Linked DNA regions of Gossypium hirsutum: all the other regions are linked to region 1. A link is a contact called in public Hi-C data. All regions are on one chromosome and are shown on one strand. Each heading gives the region's core, a stretch centred on a gene start, on an enhancer-like site or on the middle of the called end of the contact. The rest is flanking DNA. Distances are from core to core; before and after follow the strand shown.

Region 1 (2,820 bases), core at 136-2,635:
GGCTTTAAATAGCCGAAATGAAAAAGAAAAATGAACAAAATCAAAAAGAGATCTATTCTGTTATTGTTGGTATATTTGCCCGATTTTTGCTCTTCTGTTTTGAGTTTGCTGTTGCAGGTATTGTTGGCGCATGGAGCGGTGCACGCTGGGGAGGGTCGTGGCGCGAGATTCGCGGCGGTGTGCGAGGGTGGTACTGGAGACTGCTGGGGCTTGCGGCGTTGGGGCCAAAGCTGCTAGGGTTTTCGGTAGAAAATTTGGTTAGTGGGCTGTTGGGGTTTGGGCCTAGGTTTAGTTTATTGGGTTGTTTTACTATTTGTAAGGCCTGGACCATTTGGGCCGATTACACTCTCAATAAACATTAACAAATTTATTGAATTGTTATCGTTTATAAGCAAAAATTTTAATACTTGACTAAGGGTGGGTTTGGATGGGTAGTAGGATGCAGTGCGATGCGTTTAGTTTATTTTTTATCTCACGTTATAATATCGTTATAATATCTAATTTCACTGTCACTGCTATTTTTAGACTAATAATAGGTAAATGCACTGTCCATCCAAATCTACCTTTAATAATGTGGGATATGTTGTTTTCAAATATCCCTTATTCTTAACGATGAAAACCTCATTTATTTTTAATAATAAAAGATAGTTTTTTAATTTTAATTTTTACCAAATATAATATCACATTGTAGTTTGTTTCTCATTGGTCTTGTTTTTTTAATGTCTATATTATTACTTTGAATATCTTTTAACGATAAACTAATTTTTAACCCGCCAACATTTTTCAAATATTTCTCAACACTTACAGATGAACTAGAGATAAAATTATACTAGTTAAAAATTTAAATGATAAATTTGGACCATTCAAATAGAATAAGGGTGATAATTTCATCTTTATAAAATAATAATAATAATAACCACATTTAAGTTTACAATTAACTATATGTAATTAACACAAAACTTATATGATATGAAAATTGTGTTCTCGCCAAATATGTTTAATTTAATTTTCTCTCAGTTCTTCATGTCTAACGTCCAAAACTTTTTCATCTTTCCTTTTTATTCTCAAAATTTGCTGTTAATAATTTTGAATGAATTATTTATTATTTAAACTTTTAGAAGTCATTCTCAACAAAGAGATTATTCTTTTCCCTCTTTGCTTGATTTTCGAGTAGTTATGTTAGTCTAACTATTCATTTTTATTGACATATTTATTTTTAACTCACAATACATTCCAAGTACTATCAAAAGCTTTTAAAAAATAAAACATACATGTGTATGTGACACTTACATTTAGGTCCCAGTAACATAGATTGTCTGACCTTCTTTCTTCCTGTTGCAGCATATATGTTTGCAAAGGCAAGGAAGGAAGAAGAGTTGAAGCAATGCGGATAACAAACAGAGTGAAACAAAAGCAGATTTATCTTTTGCTCCAGAGACAACTCCATGAGGTAATGACAAACCACCAATGTTTTCCGGTTGTTGCACTATCTGTGAAGGTTTTGGACTCCATTCCTGAATATCAGCAGAGAATGGAAAACTCAAACCTAATGATCCTGAAGAAAATCAAGAAAAGAATTGAAGATAAGGCTGTTTCCAAGCAATTTATTCGTGCAGAATCTCTATGGGTTTGTCCAATCTAAACCCATCTTCCTTTTTTTTTTCCCCCCAAAATATAGAGAGAAATAGTTACTTATTGCTCCTGCTAAGTTAGTTGCCTTGATAGAGAGTAATAAGGACCAGCAAGCAACTGGACCAATTGGCTCTATGTGAGACAAAGGATAGAGATCGACTGCCCCAATTTCCCTGCTTTATAAATGAGTCATAAATAATTTTGAAGTAATGGGGCCCTTTATGTAACCTTGCCTTCAAGTCCAGCCACATATGTATTTTTTCAATTTGAATTTCTTTTGAAAAAAATTGAGCATACATATGTTATACACATTCATATCCAGAAAACGTCTTCCTGATAAACAATGTTTTCCTTTTAAGCTATCCTTTCAAATTATCAAATTTGACATGATAATGCTAGTTTTAGTCCCTGGTTAATCTCTCTTATCATCATCATCTCTGCTTTTCTAGTCTCACAGAAAAGATTCCTCTCAAATGCCAGGAACCATCCAAGTTTCAGGTACCAAGTTTTGTCTTAAATGTAATTCCAATATGGCAGTTGAAGTTCATACTCCTTTTTCAAGACTTCCCTCATTGAATTCATTTCAGTTCTGGATTTCAAGGGTCTCCATTCATCGTCATCATCATCATCATCAAAAGTATCAATAAAAGGTAAACCAATCAACACTTTCATGTCCAAATTTTCTTATCTTGAATGGCTATATTCTATACACTGTGAGAAGAAAATTTTACCAGTGAGTTCATCTTCATAACGCAGTTTCCAAGGGAAAAATAGAGTACCAGACTTGGGACAAAGGGGAATTCTCATTGTAATGACTCTAAACTTTGTTTTGACATCCTTTGATTTTGCTGTGTTTTAAAGTTGTGAATTTTGCTATTGAATTCCAACATGTTTTGCTATTGCTCAGTCCATTGACAACCCTTCGTGACAATTTGATTATAACAATACAAGATGCAGAGGGAAACGAGATTTCTCATACAGGTTTGTGCCTTTTCATTTTCCATAAGCATTTAGAATATTAAGAGTTAGTCTGAATGAAAAAGCTATGGCATGGGGCAGGACTTGAAACCAGATTGGTGGTTGAGAAAGGTGTTTGGGATGACATATTTCACCTTGAAGGAGGTGGGCATGTTCATATGAAGTTGCAGTTTTTCCTCAATGAAGAAGAGCGCCAGCGAATTCGGATAA
Region 2 (2,929 bases), core at 198-2,697, 170 kb before region 1:
TGTTTCGATATGGTAACAAGTGAAACAAAAGGTTAGGCATGTCTGATGATGATGATGTGAAGCATATGATGCAAAAAAGGTGGAAGACAGTAATGCCAAAGCTTGCAAAGAGCTGGCCAAATGGTGAAATTAGTTAGCTCCCTGATTTGATCTTTTGAATTGAAAATTCTCCAAAACACCTGCTTTCCTTCAACTGTGTCTGCATTCACAGTGCAGTGCGGGAGAATCAGATGAGAAACTATATAGTCATAATGATCACATGATGAATTATTGTTAACCCTACAATTATGCCAAATTACACAGTCCTAACCCTTGCCATACAACAATTACAGTTGATACCATGAAAGTGAACAATACATCAGACACTGTATAATGAAGAAAACCCTCTACATATGATAGCCTTCCACGTCAACATCTAGAATGAAATACTGCAGCCTCGCAATCTGAATGTGAATACTGCTCTGAAAGATTGTTTTAATTCGTGAAGCATTAGGATATATTTGTTTGGAACTTTGGATTACATCCGGTGAGATGGAAGTAGAAAATCACCATCAAATTGAACTGGATTAAATAATTGTATATATAATAAAAACAAAAGATTAAACTCATATTTATATTAAATAATAAATTTAAATTAATGTTAAATCATAGTTAAATAATATTAAGTGTTTAAATAATAGAAACATTAGTTTAAAATATATATTCATATTAACTAATAAAATATACATAATCTTTTTTATAAAAATAAATCTTATATAATAATATCTATCTTTACTTTCTATAATTATTAAATTTATATTTATATTACATATAATATATTTAAATTTGACAAAGCCAACTTTCAAAACAAAAAATTGTATAAATTAGGATGAATAAAAAACAAAATTGAACCAAAAACAAATCAAGGGCTACTAGTGTAACTTTTCATCTTTCTGTTAAAATTAATCGTTAGTTTTAGTGAGATGGGCAGCAACGACATTAAAATTATATATTTGGATTTAAATACAACGAAATATTGTAAAATTATAACAATATATATTAATTTTTTTAATATAATTGTACTTATAACTTATTTTAAATTTTAATAAATTATAAATAATATATTTATTAAACGGGTTTACTTAATTAGCACATGTAAATGAAAATTGATTAAAACATTTTTAAATCAAGACTAAAAATTGTGTTGATAATAACGTAATTAGCTTATTATAAAAATTATTATTTTAAAATTTATATAAAGTATTTTGCATTCGAAAATACGAAGTTATTGAAGCAGAAAGTAAAATGGAGAAAGAGAGAAAAATGTAAGATTAAAGTGAGGGTGCAGTCCTCTCAGACCATCAATTTTAGTTTAATTATAACAACACTATTAACTCTCGAGTATATTTGAGCCCAGCAAATATGGGCCGGACGGCTGGGACCATTTGAGACTTTCCGCATAAGCCCAAGTTCCCGGGCTTCAATCTTTCATTTCAGAGAACGCGGCTTCCGGCGTTCACCCCACATCGGTCTCTCTCTTCCTCTCTCATGGCTTCTCCCAGAATTCTACTATGCGGGGACGTTTTAGGCCGTCTCAACCAGCTCTTCAAGCGAGTCAACTCTGTTAGTTTCTTTCATTTCATTTATTTTTTAGATTTCTCCATGTTTCTGTTACGGTTTGCTTTTTTTTTTTTGAACTGCGGGGAGCTAAAAAACGATTATATTTTTTCAGGTAAACAAATCAGCGGGTCCTTTCGATGCTCTTTTTTGCGTGGGTCAGTTCTTCCCCGATGAACCAGATCGGCTTGATGAATTAATGGACTACGTTGAAGGCAGGGCCCAAGTTCCTCTCCCGACTTACTTCATTGGCGATTACGGAGTTGGTGCACCCAAGGTTTTGTCGGCTGTTTCGAGGAACTCCGCTAACCAAGGTTTCAAAATGGACGGTTTCAAGGTTTGCGACAATTTGTTTTGGTTAAAAGGCAGCGGGATGTTCACTTTCCATGGTAATTTTTTTTTAAACTTCTTTTAAATAGTCTCTGTTTGGTTACTGAGAAAGTATACGTAATTAGGCTAGAAAGTGCATGTGAAAATTTTCTATCATATCTGATTTTTTGTGCTTATATTTAGGTTTGTCTGTGGCTTACTTATCCGGTAGGCAGTTGTCTAATGGTCAACAGTTTGGAACATATAGTCAAATTGACATTGACACGCTACGAGCATTCGCTGAGGAACCTGGAATAGTTGATTTCTTTTTAAGATATCCTTTGCTTTGATAGGCATCGAGACTTTAATTTTAAATTTGATTCGCTTTTAGGTTGTTTATTTTGAATTCCTTAATTAGTTTTTACTAATGAATGGCCAAGTGGTATCACAAATAGAGCCACTGCATCAGATATCCCTGCAGGAATCTCAGATTCTTCTGGCAGTGATTCCACTGTCTCCCAACTAGTTGCAGAGATCAAACCACGGTACGTGATGTTTGAAGGTTTTGCATTACTTGGTGCATCCAATTCTCAAATATACAGTTTTTATGCTTCTTGTCAGATATATGATGCTGTTTCCATGACCATGAATGTTTATTTTATGGTTCTTGTTCAAATTAGTATTTAATGATGACTCTTATCTCACAACGACTTCAAGTTGAAATGGCTAATGACAGAACCCAACTCGATGTTAATAGAAAAATTATCGAGTCAGGTACATTAATCCTTATATTGTTCATGGTCTAAGGCCATACACTTAGTGAAATGTTAGAAATGAAAGATACATTTGTTACTTTGAACTATATTCTGCTTTTTTGACATCTCTGGCTTGTTGTGTGTCCAAGACTCAGTGTTCTACTATCAAATGAAAGCTTATCTTAGACTTTTAGACATCTTGATATTGTAAAAGGCTCAAGCTTTTAGTGAGAACCATATCTCCTCTCATTTGAAATATCTCTAGTCCA
Region 3 (3,091 bases), core at 167-2,666, 140 kb after region 1:
ATTACAGTATAAGAACCTCCAATTTAAAGTTTCATAACAATTAGACACCTCTAACATGTAGAACTCAACTTTTGCACTTTTTACAATTTAGTCCTTTTGACTAAATTGAGTGCCCAAACGTCGAAATTTTTGAACGAAATTTTCAAAAAATAATTCCGTGAAATCGTAGACCATAAAAATATAATAAAAGTAAATTTTTTCTGATCGGATTTATGGTCCCGAAACCACTGTTCCGGCTAGGCCCAAAATCGGGATGTTACATCTTTACTTCATTTATAATCAGGAGATCATTAAATGGAGTAATTAAGAAAACTTAATTCATTAAATGTAATACATTTACTAATTGAATGTAAAGGAGCTTATAAATAGCACCTTGTAAGTGAAAATTAAACAATGAAAATTCTCTTGTATTTTTCATCCACGTTTTACTTATTATTGTTTTATTAATTTTTCTATAACATTTTTTTCTTTTAGTTCTTTTTAAAATTGTAAGATTTTATTCCATTCCAAACTTTGCTTTTGTACAAATCTAAATAAAGTTAATATTTAATGCACTATCTCTGCACAAGTCCTATATACCATCACTGAATAATAATTTGACACTTCATCATTGAATAAAATAAAAAATAATTGAGGACTTATAAATAAACACAAATAAATTTATTTAAACATTATTAAATAATTAATTATAAAGAAATACTAACACTCTGAATTAGAGACCCTAAACCCTATACATGAGAATCTAAATCTTAATCCCTTAAATTTAAGATCTTAATTTAGAGAGTTATTAATATTTATTTATAACAATTACATTTAATATTTAATCATATTTAAATAAAAGTATTAGTATTTATTCATATATTTTATATTTTTATTTAATTTACTGATAATGTATTATATTATTTATTGATGGTGAATACTGTACGTCATAAAGTTTTGCCTAGATATTAACAATCTTTTCTATCTTTCGTGTTAATGTGAAGTAAAGTTGAAATTTGTAACTCAAATTAAGAAGGTTCAAATGGTTAATCGAATTTTTTTAATCCTTTAACAATTAGCTGAACTAAAAATTTTTCAAAATAAAATTAACCAAACCAAAATATTTCGGTTAATTCGGTCGGTTAACCGAAATTTATATGTTTTTACTTTTTTGATTAAAATAAGTATAAAACATAAAAAAAATATATTCATTTGACTGAATTAACCGAATTAACCAAATTAGAACTACATATAATTTGTATTATTAATTATTAAGTTCAGTTAATTCGACTAATTTGATTAATTCAAAAAAATTATTCATCGACTTCCGACCGAATTAGATCAATTAACTGACCGATTAAATGAATTAAATTAATTCAATCGATTAATTCGATTTTAACCGAAATTTAAACAATTCTTACTCAAACTCACCTTTCATGAAAGGTTGGCTTATAGCACATGCTTCGCATTTGTGCTTTCGAGGCTCTTCCCATGGCGTCGCCATGTGACCTGTTGCCTTTGGGTCTCAGTCCACGCCTACAAAAAGGAAAAGCCCACCCGGCCTGCATGTTCCCAGTTACTCTATGCCACGTCTCATAGACTTTCTATCTATCTATTTTATTTTCAGATGAAACCAGAAGAGGTTTTCCCGCGCTTTCCCTCCAAGAAGACGAAGGAAGCCAGCAAAAAATGGAGGCATGGGTTCCGTTGTTCGACATTTTCATGAATAGCCCTACACCTGAAATCGAAGCATCTCTTTGGCTGCAACAATGTTTCAATGCGACAACATTATCATCTTCAACAACAACTCCAATCACCGCAAGCTCTTTCCTTTCTTTGCTTACCAAACCCTGCAATCTCTTTGTCGATGACTCATCTTTTTCTTCACCTCTCACACCAAAAAGGTAAACCCATAAACTTAAGGCAGGAAAGAAACTTTCTTTGTTTTTTTCTTTTCAGATTTAGTGACTGATGAGTTTGATATTTTTTTATTTTGCTTAAGGATAATGTTTATAGAGACTCTACCGGGTATGGTTCAGTCAAGGGTACTTTCATTTCTTGCTTTGGAGAATGAGAGGTTTAATGGGAAGGAATTATCTAAGCTGGCACGCAGTTTGTTGAGTGAAAGTCAAGGGCTTGATTTTTGGGTCAAGAAAGCAGCACGGGATCTGCTCGACAGAGTGTCTGAACCAAATCATATTAATAAGTGGATTTCTGGTTTTAGTCTGGAATCTGGCGAAGAAGAAGTCGGCCAAGAGTTTGAGTCCTTACCGGATTGGCTCAAGGACATGGCTGCTGGTAATGATCCGCTTCTCTATTGGCTTCCTTTATCTGCAGCTGATTGTGGTCCTCGTTTTTATGATGATAGTTTGGAAAATGATGAGAGTTTGTTCAGTCAAGTTGAGGAAAATGGAGAAAATGGTTTGAAAGAAGTTGGGGACGAAATTGAGATGGATCGGGTTCTGAATGTGCCTTTAGAACCTGAAATTGAAAACATGGCTGCTAGTTTGAGAGACAGGGTTATAAACTTAGAATCTAGTTTCAAAGCTGTAGCATTAGGAAATGAAATTCGTGAACTTTGCTTGGATAAAGGAATGGATCCTTTTCAAGTTCTGTGTCTGATTGAGCCTTGGAAAGCCGAGGATGAGGCTGCTTCGGTGCTAATTTCTCATCTTTCAAGTGGGGATGAAGATGAGCTTGCTTGGCCAAGTCAGGTTCTCTGCTCAATTGTGCTTCCCAAGTTCTTGGTTCTAGAAGAGCCAGCCTCACGTCTGCTACTGACTTCAACGATTGAGTACAGCAAGCTCCATCAGAGGGCTGCGGTGCACGCATTATTGTTTCCACTTGTACTACGAAAGGAAGGTATCAATAACCCCATCTGTGATGTGATTACTAGGATTCTGAGGGAATGCCTGCACCCGGCTCATGTTTCTGCCTTCTGCCAGACACTTCTTTGCGGAGGAGAGGAGGAGAGGAGATTCATTTTACTCCCATGTCATGAATACCTTGTCTCGAAGGAATTGGTATGGACGGATTCATTGTTTAACCTCTTACACAACATTTTAAATCATAATGTTCATTTAACTCAGGATTCAGTTGATCGTCTTGTGTA
Region 4 (2,895 bases), core at 267-2,766, 240 kb before region 1:
ACTTGGCAAATCTTTTCAGAACAGTGGATATACGGAAGGATGAAACTAACTTGAATATGAATACCTATTACTAAAAAGATGACTTAATTCCCTTTGTCATTATTTCTTTCACAACAACGAAAAACCGAATTTCCATTACGAGTTCACCTCCATCCACTACTTTTTAATCTTCTATTGTCTATTTCTCCTTACTAGATGTTTAGCTGTAAACAGGAAACACAGAAAAGTACCAGAGTATTCAATGCGAAAATGAGCATGTCGATGGCAAGACAGTGATCTAAGCATGTAGTTTAGATTTGCTTTGATGTCTTAATGACAGGATAAGCAAGTAGTAATGCTTAAGGATAGGTGTTCAATAGTGTCTCTGAGATCACCTTTTCAACCGGATATTGGTAAAAAGCTTCCTTGCTGCAAACCTAGTAAACATCTTAAAACCACACTGCATTTTATGAAGAAACTCCAGATCAGGAAAATGTTAATAAAGAATTCAATATATTATGTTAGTAATATAAAAGATATGCTTCTTGGGCCAAAAAAAGAAACAGAAATCCATACAATGAAGGAACATACCTGCGTATCACGAATTCCAGGACCAGCAGCCAAGAGAACCACAAGATTGTTTAAAATTTGACATTTTTTTAATTGATATTCCCTTTTAACATTTCACTACCATGTAATAGTTAAGGTTGTTTAAAATGAATTGGACCGGTCAATTAAATCAAATTTGTTTATCAAATTAATTAGATTGGGAACTAGTTGAGTATTGATACAGAGAAGGCATTAAACCAATTGATTCGAGAATTAGTACCTATCAATTAAATTGAAAAAAAAACACAATTGAACCCGATGATTGAAGCTAATTTTAACTATTTTTTAATAATTTATTTAATGGAATAGAATAGATTAAAATTAGAGGTGTGCATGGGCCGGGCCAGGCAGGGTTCAACTAAAAATTCAGGCTTATTTGCTAGGCCTGGGCCCGGCCTAGCCCCAAAAAGTGGGCCTAAAATTTTTCCCAAGCCCAACCCAGATAAAAATGCTAAAACCCGGGCCTGCCCCGACCCACCTATATTTATTTTTATATTATTTTTATATAATTTTAAAATATATAATACATCAAAAATACTAAAAACATCAAAATAAATATTTCTCAACAATTTAAAAAATATGTATACTTAAATAACATTAAGATAAATGTAACTTAACAAGCAAATGTCTCTAAAATAATAACAAAATTAATAATAAAATAAGTTTTATACAATATTCAAATAATAATAACAAAATAGTAGTAATATAATAGTATAATGGTAGTAAAATAAGGAGAAAACAACAAAAAAATAACATTATAAAAAAAAGTAATTTTATTTTGTCCTTTAGTGAATTTAGGCCGAGCTAGGTCAAGCCCGATATCTTATCTGAGGCCCAACCTACTTTTTAAATAGGCTTTATCTTTTTTTTTGTCCAAATTCATTTTTTAAGCCTATATTTTACTCAAATCCTATCATATTTTACTCAAATCCTATGATATTTTGAACGAGCTTCAAGCCGAGCCGGATGGCTCAACGAAGGTCTAATTAAAACTCATGGCATCACGGATTCAATCTGAAACCTTTCCTATATCCCAATCCATTTACAGGACTTGCCTTATTAAGCACGACAGAAGAAAGAGGCCAACCAGAGGTACAAAGAAATGGCCACCATTTCCCTTAACTTTGATTCATTGACACTGCTCTCAAATTTATAACTTATCCTAAATCTCCTTTTCCACAGGTACGAACACCATTCATATCTTCCTCCTGTCGACGTATCTCCAAACCAAACTCTACAATCTCGACGATGGCTCACTCTCATTCTACCCAAAACCCAGGTCCCAAATTATTAGTATTCCCTTTCTTTTATAACTTTATTATGGTTCCATTTTGTTTTTAATGTAAAGAACTTTGAAAATAAAATAAAAAAAGGACCCTTTTTTTTTCTTTCTAAATTTTAGTGATTGAGCAGCAGAGAATGATAATTCCGAACAAGCATGGTGAAAAACTGGTGGGATTATTGCATGAAACAGAGTCTAAAGAGATTGTAATCTTATGCCATGGTTTCAGATCCAGAAAGGTCAGTTGGGTCATTTCATCTCTTTCACTTGCTTTCAGTAGCAAATATATTTGGTGAAAATGTCTGTTCATGGAGGAATAGTAATAACTTATGGAAAGCAGCTCACTTAATTCTACTTCAGGATTACAATACTATGACGAACCTTGCCGCTGCTTTAGAAATAGAAGGAATCAGTGTCTTCCGTTTCGATTTTGCTGGAAACGGGTGAGTTGATTAAAATCTAATGTTACTCGGACTCTGGTGCGAGTGTCGGACATTGTATATGTCCAACACGGGTATGTTTAGATTTTTCTAAGTTTTTCTTTAATGTAGTTGGAGGGTTCTTGGTATTATCTCCACATTCAAGGGTCGGGTACGAGTGTTGGTCACGGTAGAAGAGTAGGAGCAACAAAGTTAAAATATGTAGAGATTTTAAGAGATGATTTTTCTTGGATTGGCAAATATGTATTATGCAGCATAGTTCTTACTTTCTATGTCTATTGCTGCTGCAGGAGTGTGTGTTTTGTTCACTTTGTTTCATAGTTGTGACTTATTTTGGGATCTATTTTTCAGAGAAAGTGAAGGTTCATTTCAGTATGGTAACTATTACCGAGAAGCTGATGATTTACACGCTGTAATTCAACACTTCTCAGGGGAAAGTCATGTCGTAAGTGCAATTCTTGGGCATAGTAAAGGTGAGTATCCCAGTGTTTCTTACTCGAACTTTTCTGAACTAGTTAAAATAGAGAATGGTTTTGCTCTGCACTGTAGAAATTGTAAGTTCTCTAAGAAGAAACTAAGTTGTTG

Evidence for each region. Hi-C and Micro-C count contacts between places; a contact is called where the count stands out from the background.
Region 2: a Hi-C map of leaf shows a contact between it and region 1, with 3 times the contacts expected there. The contact joins the promoter of LOC107901111 here to the promoter of LOC107901117 in region 1. A contact is called at or near these places in 2 of 34 Hi-C or Micro-C datasets (both in leaf).
Region 3: a contact with region 1 is called in a Hi-C map of leaf, with 2.5 times the contacts expected there. The contact joins the promoter of LOC107901125 here to the promoter of LOC107901117 in region 1. A contact is called at or near these places in 3 of 34 Hi-C or Micro-C datasets (hypocotyl, leaf and petal).
Region 4: a contact with region 1 is called in a Hi-C map of leaf, with 3 times the contacts expected there. The contact joins the promoter of LOC121202967 here to the promoter of LOC107901117 in region 1. A contact is called at or near these places in 9 of 34 Hi-C or Micro-C datasets (hypocotyl, leaf and petal).

What each region holds. Positions count from the first base shown.
Region 1 is chrD06:13,231,818-13,234,637 of Gossypium_hirsutum_v2.1, reverse strand. It overlaps LOC107901117, which reads left to right and starts at 1,385. Exons shown (of 14, transcript XM_016826993.2): 1 at 1,385-1,627; 2 at 2,082-2,130; 3 at 2,220-2,282; 4 at 2,389-2,440; 5 at 2,540-2,613; 6 at 2,692-2,820. The coding sequence starts at 1,385. LOC107901116 (a long non-coding RNA gene) reads left to right here. Exons shown (of 2, transcript XR_001685139.2): 2 at 118-375.
Region 2 is chrD06:13,406,180-13,409,108 of Gossypium_hirsutum_v2.1, reverse strand. LOC107901111 (zinc finger CCCH domain-containing protein 64) reads left to right here and starts at 1,447. Exons shown (of 10, transcript XM_016826988.2): 1 at 1,447-1,602; 2 at 1,712-1,985; 3 at 2,110-2,239; 4 at 2,331-2,450. The coding sequence starts at 1,528.
Region 3 is chrD06:13,093,980-13,097,070 of Gossypium_hirsutum_v2.1, reverse strand. It overlaps LOC107901125, which reads left to right and starts at 1,416. Exons shown (of 2, transcript XM_016827005.2): 1 at 1,416-1,883; 2 at 1,982-3,091. The coding sequence starts at 1,669.
Region 4 is chrD06:13,468,765-13,471,659 of Gossypium_hirsutum_v2.1, reverse strand. LOC121202967 reads left to right here and starts at 1,516. Exons shown (of 8, transcript XM_041095727.1): 1 at 1,516-1,680; 2 at 1,771-1,867; 3 at 2,005-2,109; 4 at 2,231-2,313; 5 at 2,662-2,783. The coding sequence starts at 2,008. All of the region lies in intron 8 of LOC107901105 (CRM-domain containing factor CFM3A, chloroplastic/mitochondrial), which reads right to left.